Linked DNA regions of Hordeum vulgare: region 1 is linked to region 2. Evidence: chromatin contacts called from public Hi-C data. All regions are on one chromosome and are shown on one strand. The core of a region is the stretch at or near the end of the contact, and the rest is flanking DNA. Distances in the headings are between cores, read along the strand shown. Region 1 holds the start of LOC123425144 (pectin acetylesterase 2-like). Region 2 holds the start of LOC123425141 (transcription factor MYB102-like).

Region 1 (3,081 bases), core at 392-2,891, 800 kb before region 2:
TGGTGGATGGAACCCACTTGGATGCGCATGCGAAGAAATGGGTTGCAGAGAAGAAGGAGATCAACGACCGTAGGGCGCACGAGGCGGCAACGACGGCTACGACAGTGGAGGACGCAACCCGAATGCAGGCGAAGCATGACAAGCTGGACGAGTAGGATGCATGGACGAACTCGTCCGGCTAGTGATCCGACAAGTATCCTTTCTCGCTCGGACATTAATTTCATTTTGGCATGTTCGATTTGTTAAACTGTGCTTTGATTTGCTTTGTTTCGAACTATTGAATTTGAATAACTTATATCGAATGATCGACGTACATGGATAACATGGATTTAAATGTTTCATTCAAGGTATATGAATATGCGACATAACATATGAAAGGCCGACAAACGCTGTTTACGGGCGCCCGGACGCAGGGATGAATCTATGGGGACGAGGGGGGCTAGTCCCCCTAACAAATTGTTTTTTCTACTATGATAGTGATTGTTGTAGTTAAAAAATTTCACTTCATATGAACTTTGTTTTTTTCATAAACAAACTTGTTCCTGTTATGCTTGCATGCTGGCTCCATCCCTACCCGAACGCGCCCGTGGACCTAGAGGATCAGATTTGTAAGTCCGAGTGTAGATGCTCTTGTCAAGCTGTGGCTCCAAGGCACGTGGCCGTGCCGGTTGGTTCCAAGAGCCGGTGAGGTCTCGTTTTCCATGGACGGATTATGGAGCGCACGTACGACGTACGTACGTAGTACGTGGATGCATGCATCGAGTGAGCCAAATTCAGCGTTGCAAGTTGCAAGGAGCATCCGAACAATGGTGGTCCTTCCTATTCCGTTTGGCGACCGAATAATCAGTGCATGGTCTGGTTCCTACAAGTCCAAACCGGTCCGTTCCAATCAAAGATTCTGACGTGCAAAGAGGGTCTACATTTTGTAAGCACATTCGCCGGCCACATTAAGGAGCCACATCGCTGGCTCCACAGACGATCCGTGGCGTCTCCGTCGCCATCAGTGTAGTTAATCAGATCCTCAGTCATCCTGGTTTGTTTAAGTACGGCCAGCAGTGTACTCTGGCTGCCGCATGGGACTCCGGTCCGGGCAATTTCCATTATTCTTTTTTTTTTTGCCGGAAGGGCCTTTCAATTTTCCGGTGTATGAAAAAAGGCAAAATGTGACTGAGAAAAGGGACTAATTTTCTTTTCTGCAGACTGTAGTAAATCATAGAGTTGCGCCGGTGCAGCAACTAACCTAGTAGCAGTACTAGTAGTAAATGAAGCGGCATTAACACCGAAATAGACGGAATGAACATGTCGGTGGAGGGAGTCGAGCATCAGCTTTCGGTGAAAAAAAGTTCCCCCGCGATAGACCAGACATTCCGCCAGAGAAAGAGAGCTGTACTGCGTCAAGACCCAAGACTCAAGAGGAGGCCATGCTTTCGTTTCTGTACGTGTTGCGTCTTGAAGATTTCAGTACTAGGCCTATGTGTGATTTTACCAGCGGAACATCCCAAACGGACCCTTCTGAAACTGCGCGTCCTCCCATAAACAAAAAACCAGCTGCCTGCCTGCCTGCCTGCCGTCGGTCCCGTCCCGCACACAGCTGCCTGCAACCGAGCTAGCCAAAGCCAAGGGCCCCGGAAAGCTGAGCTAGCAGTGAATGCAATCACAGCCTCCCTGAGCCGAGCTGAGCGGCGCTTTTCACCACCCCTCTCCTGCCGACTTCCGAGCTCCACCGTCGGTCAGTCACACACCCACACCTTTTTCTTCTTCCTCCCGCAGGCAGCATCCGAGATGCTTTGCCTCCCAACCGTGACGACGCGGCAACCAGTAACACCTCCGGGTTCACACTGAACCAGCCACAGCAGTAGTAAACACATCGCACCGCAGCACCGAATCTCCGGAAGCGGCCCTGCCTTTTCCTTTCCTTTGTCCGTCAGCGGCCATTGCCAGCCAGCTGCGCTTGCACTCGGCCGCGTATAAGTACCTTTCTCTGCTTTGGCCACTTCCGCGATCCTTTCTCCTTCTCCCTCTCCTCTTCCAGATCCATTCCTCTCCCAGTCCCGGGCGAGGAGCGAGAGAGCTTGAGGGGAAGGGCGGATGGCCATGGGTTCTTGGCCCCTTCTTGCCCTGCTCCTCGGGTTCTTGGCGGGAGCGGCGCGCGGCTCCGAGCCGTGGGCGAATGACACGCGGGTCTACTCCACCAATGCCAACTCCGGCAGCGGCAGCAACGGCGCCTTCGTCGCCCTCACCCTCATCCAGTCCGCCGCCGCCAAGGGAGCCGGTAACTAAATCTCCCTCCCCCACAATTGTTCCTCTGTAGCCCGTCTGCTAGTAGCAGTATTTTTCTTGTTGTTGCAAAGATTGGTTTTTTATTGCGCATGTCACATGCTTGCCGTAGATTGGCTCATTGAGACGCGTGATGCGGGTCGCTGCTGTGTTGACCCTGGTCGGTCAGAGTAACGATTAATCTGATTGCTGTTGCCGTAGAGGGATTGTGATGGCTCATGTTCTATTTTTCTCCTCTTCAGTATCCACTTAGGTGCTTAGTTGATTGAGTGATCATACATAGTCTTATCCTTGTATTGCTAGGTACAAGTACTAGCATGTGCCATGTGCGGATCTAGATAAATATATGCATGTGGATCTAGCCTTGCCTTGCTGGTGGTGCCCATGATGGATCCTTGTTACCTAATTGGGGGGTGGGGGGCTCAATGCCAACTGTTGCCTGTGAATTGTGTGAGCTAACCGTGCATGATTGCTTGGTCACCATTCTAAATATACCAGAGGTCCTAAATAGTTGGGCACCCGACAGAAACACCAGGCAGGAAATTGCTCAAGATTTGAAGTTTTCGTAGGGCGGTGCTCATTTATGAATGTGTGTTGTGAAGATTCTGTTTGTGTAAAATTTAGAATCAGACAAGCCTATTCTTAGCGGCAAAATGCTTTGGATTTTGGAAGCACTATAATTGTTGAAATGTTATAGCATTATAATTACTGATCAGGGGTAATTCTTCCCATTTACACCAGAATTTGAGTATTGCTTATAGCATGGTAGGCTGATAAATACTGATGCTTACTTCCATGACATTG
Region 2 (3,127 bases), core at 329-2,828:
TACAAACGGATGACCATCAAATATCCGACGTTTCAATATGAGGCCTTCCATCTCAAATCGGTTGGCTCCCTACCAATCTTCCCTCTAAACCCATGGACCATAGAAAATATCATCCCCAGCCTCCCGGCACATGCCGTCACATCACCTCCCCCTCCCCTCAACCCAAAATCCAAAGCGTGACCTCTCCGGTGAGCTCAGGTGTCGATTTGCTCATCTCATCTTCGTTGTCCATTCTGCTCCAATATGTGAAGTCCGCTTCATGTCTCATTTCAACGAAGAAGAAGAAGAAGAAGAAGAAGAAGAAGAAGAAGGCCCAGACGGCGAGCGCGACAGGTCGACGGCGGCCAACGCAGATGGTGGCGCCGGCCCGTTTGTACGTAGCGTGAACCTAACATTTCATGCAGGCGCGAGCAGAACCACTACAGTGAACCCTGTCGGTGAGTAGTGGCACGTGTGCTACAAACGCTCTATGTCACGCGGTCACTATTCGCTGGCGACGGGCTCTCTGCCAGGGAAAATGATCTAACCGACGATCTCTTCCATATAGAAACCCTGGATCGCTGTGGCCAAAGCAGGGATCGCACACACATTATAGACTCACACCAGCTTGATTGCTTCTTCATATAGAGTAGCTAGCTTGGAAAAAGCGAACGTGTTTTTCAGCTAATGGTTATTATGTGGTTATCATCGCAGCGCCCCGTTGTCCACACATGCTTTGCTGTAGTGTCGATCCTCAGATTAATTCTCTCGTGCCACATGGGGCATTTGGCCTCTTCTCTCAGCTAGCTAGCTCCCTCTTTCTTGCAAGCCAATCTTCACCCTAATGATAGGATCACTTGCCTCCGTACGCATCGGTGACATGATAAGGTTCTTCCACTGTGGCATCCGGCTAGTAACCAGCAGTGCTACCTGCGTGTTGAAATACGCGTCGTTTTCGGCATGCATTGGCACCATTTCAAACGTATCATTTTGATCACGGGTTCTTTGAAACATGTAATTTTAAAACAACATGGATATGTATGTATATTGTATTTCATGATGAATTTAGTAGTACCTGCCAATTCGACACTACCAAAAAAATGTTCTATTGATCGAGACATATTCTAGAGTACCATGTATATCGACAGGAGTTGAGGGGGTTATGTACGTAACTGTTGAATGACCGACAGAAATATATCATTTAGTAGTGATCAGTTTGACACTGTCAATAAATGTTTGCGATTCTTTCAACATGCACGGACAATCAAACTTCAAAAAGTTTACTTGATGGAGACATATATAATTCCAAAGTGACGCACGTACCCTACACTGACAGGAATTGAAGGGGCTACGTACGTGACTGTTGTTATTCATATCATATGCGTGGCGGCCGGAGAGTCGATGGCGTTACACGAGAGACGACCGACAGGACATGTCTGCCGCGCGCCGTGCTTCGCTGATCAATTGCTTGCGTTCCGGACAACTTGCAGCATCGAGAAGTGATGTTAACGCAAAGTGAGCGTCGTCGTCCAAAGTCCCACGGGGTGCATGCAATGCATGCATACAGCATCTGTGCGGGTGGTGGTGGTGGTGGTGGTGGTGGTGGAGGATATGCAAAGGTGTCAAGGTGAAAAATGATTAGGCGGGGGAAAGGCGCGGGAAAAGCTAGCAGGGGGACAGAAAAGAGTCAACCAGCCCTACCACTGCAGCTGGGTGGACAGTTACGAGACCTAATCTATCTTTGCACGTCTAATCAGCGCACACACACACACTCACACGGCACGGGCCAGAGATTTCACGACCAACTGTGACTGTGAGAGTAGGATGGATGGGCAAAGGCGGATTCACTGGAGCTGAAAAGATGAGAGAGTACGCCGGCAGCAGTACTACTGACACTGGCTAGCTATGTGTGTGTGTGTACTGTGTACAATGGCTGGCTGGCTAGAAAGAGCGAGGTGAGGCAAGCGCTACGTTGGCACCTACCTGAGAGCGACCCCCCGCCTTCCGCCTTGAGGCCCCTTTTATACTCTCGCCTCGCTTTGCCTTCCCTCCATCGCTCCGTCGGTCCTCTCACCGGCCCGTCGACATTGCCTTCCGCCGCCCGCCGCCTTCCGCTCGCGACAGCCGGCGCCGACGTACGGCACGCCATTGAGCGTTGGTTCGTGTCGTCTTAGCCGGCCGGCGGCATGTCGAAGCGGCCGGGAGGGACGAAGAAGAGGCTGAAGCGCGGCCTCTGGTCGCCGGAGGAGGACGAGAAGCTGATGAACCACATTGCCAAGTACGGCAACGGCTGCTGGAGCTCCGTCCCCAAGATTGCAGGTACCGTACCAACCTATCAACATCGCTGCTGCTGGCTGAGTGGAGTAGAGTAGATAGCTTGCTAGCTCGCCCCCTCCTTCTTGATCATCCACCAATGCAGCAGTAGCTTTCTCGTCAGTCATGCTATGCTAGTGCCACTCCGGTATTTTCGAACTAAATTAGAGATGGTTTGCTTTTGTAAGTACGTATGATGCAATTGATTGACAATGTTTGTTGTGTGGAGAACTGGTTAGTTAGCAGTTTTTAAGTGCTAATTTGATGGAATTAATCGGTTTTTAATCAATATATCGTTGCTGCATTATTAGGCCTTGAGAGGTGCGGGAAGAGCTGCAGGCTGAGGTGGATAAACTACCTGAGGCCGGACCTCAAGAGGGGCGCCTTCTCGCAGGAGGAGGAGGACCTCATCATCCACCTCCACTCCATCCTCGGCAACAAGTGGTCTCAGATCGCCGCGCAGCTGCCCGGCCGCACCGACAACGAGGTCAAGAACTTCTGGAACTCCTTCATCAAGAAGAAGCTCCGCCAGCGCGGCATCGACCCGGCCACCCACAAGCCGCTCGCCCCCGCCGCCGCCGCCGCCGCCGCCGCGCCAGTCAGCCGCAGCGCCGTGTTCAGCGAGGCCGAGCTGATACTGTCGTCGCCCGTGGGGGAAGTGGGACAGCACATGCCGCCGCTGGTGTCGGCGGAGAGCTACGTGTACAGCCGGGGCAGCATGGACGGCGCCGCCGGCGTGCACGCCGCGGTGGGCGGGTGCAGCGACGACGGGTCCCTGTCGTCGCTGTCTGGGTACAACAACAACAACCAGACGGCGGACTTCGCCGGGTACCTG

The links. Hi-C and Micro-C count contacts between places; a contact is called where the count stands out from the background.
Region 1: a Hi-C map of seedling shows a contact between it and region 2, with 4 times the contacts expected there. The contact joins the promoter of LOC123425144 here to the promoter of LOC123425141 in region 2. A contact is called at or near these places in 3 of 6 Hi-C or Micro-C datasets (leaf and seedling).

Annotation. Positions count from the first base shown.
Region 1 is chr2H:77,832,431-77,835,511 of MorexV3_pseudomolecules_assembly, reverse strand. It overlaps LOC123425144 (pectin acetylesterase 2-like), which reads left to right and starts at 1,641. Exons shown (of 12, transcript XM_045108818.1): 1 at 1,641-2,272. The coding sequence starts at 2,089.
Region 2 is chr2H:77,027,761-77,030,887 of MorexV3_pseudomolecules_assembly, reverse strand. It overlaps LOC123425141 (transcription factor MYB102-like), which reads left to right and starts at 1,578. Exons shown (of 2, transcript XM_045108817.1): 1 at 1,578-2,298; 2 at 2,604-3,127. The coding sequence starts at 2,166.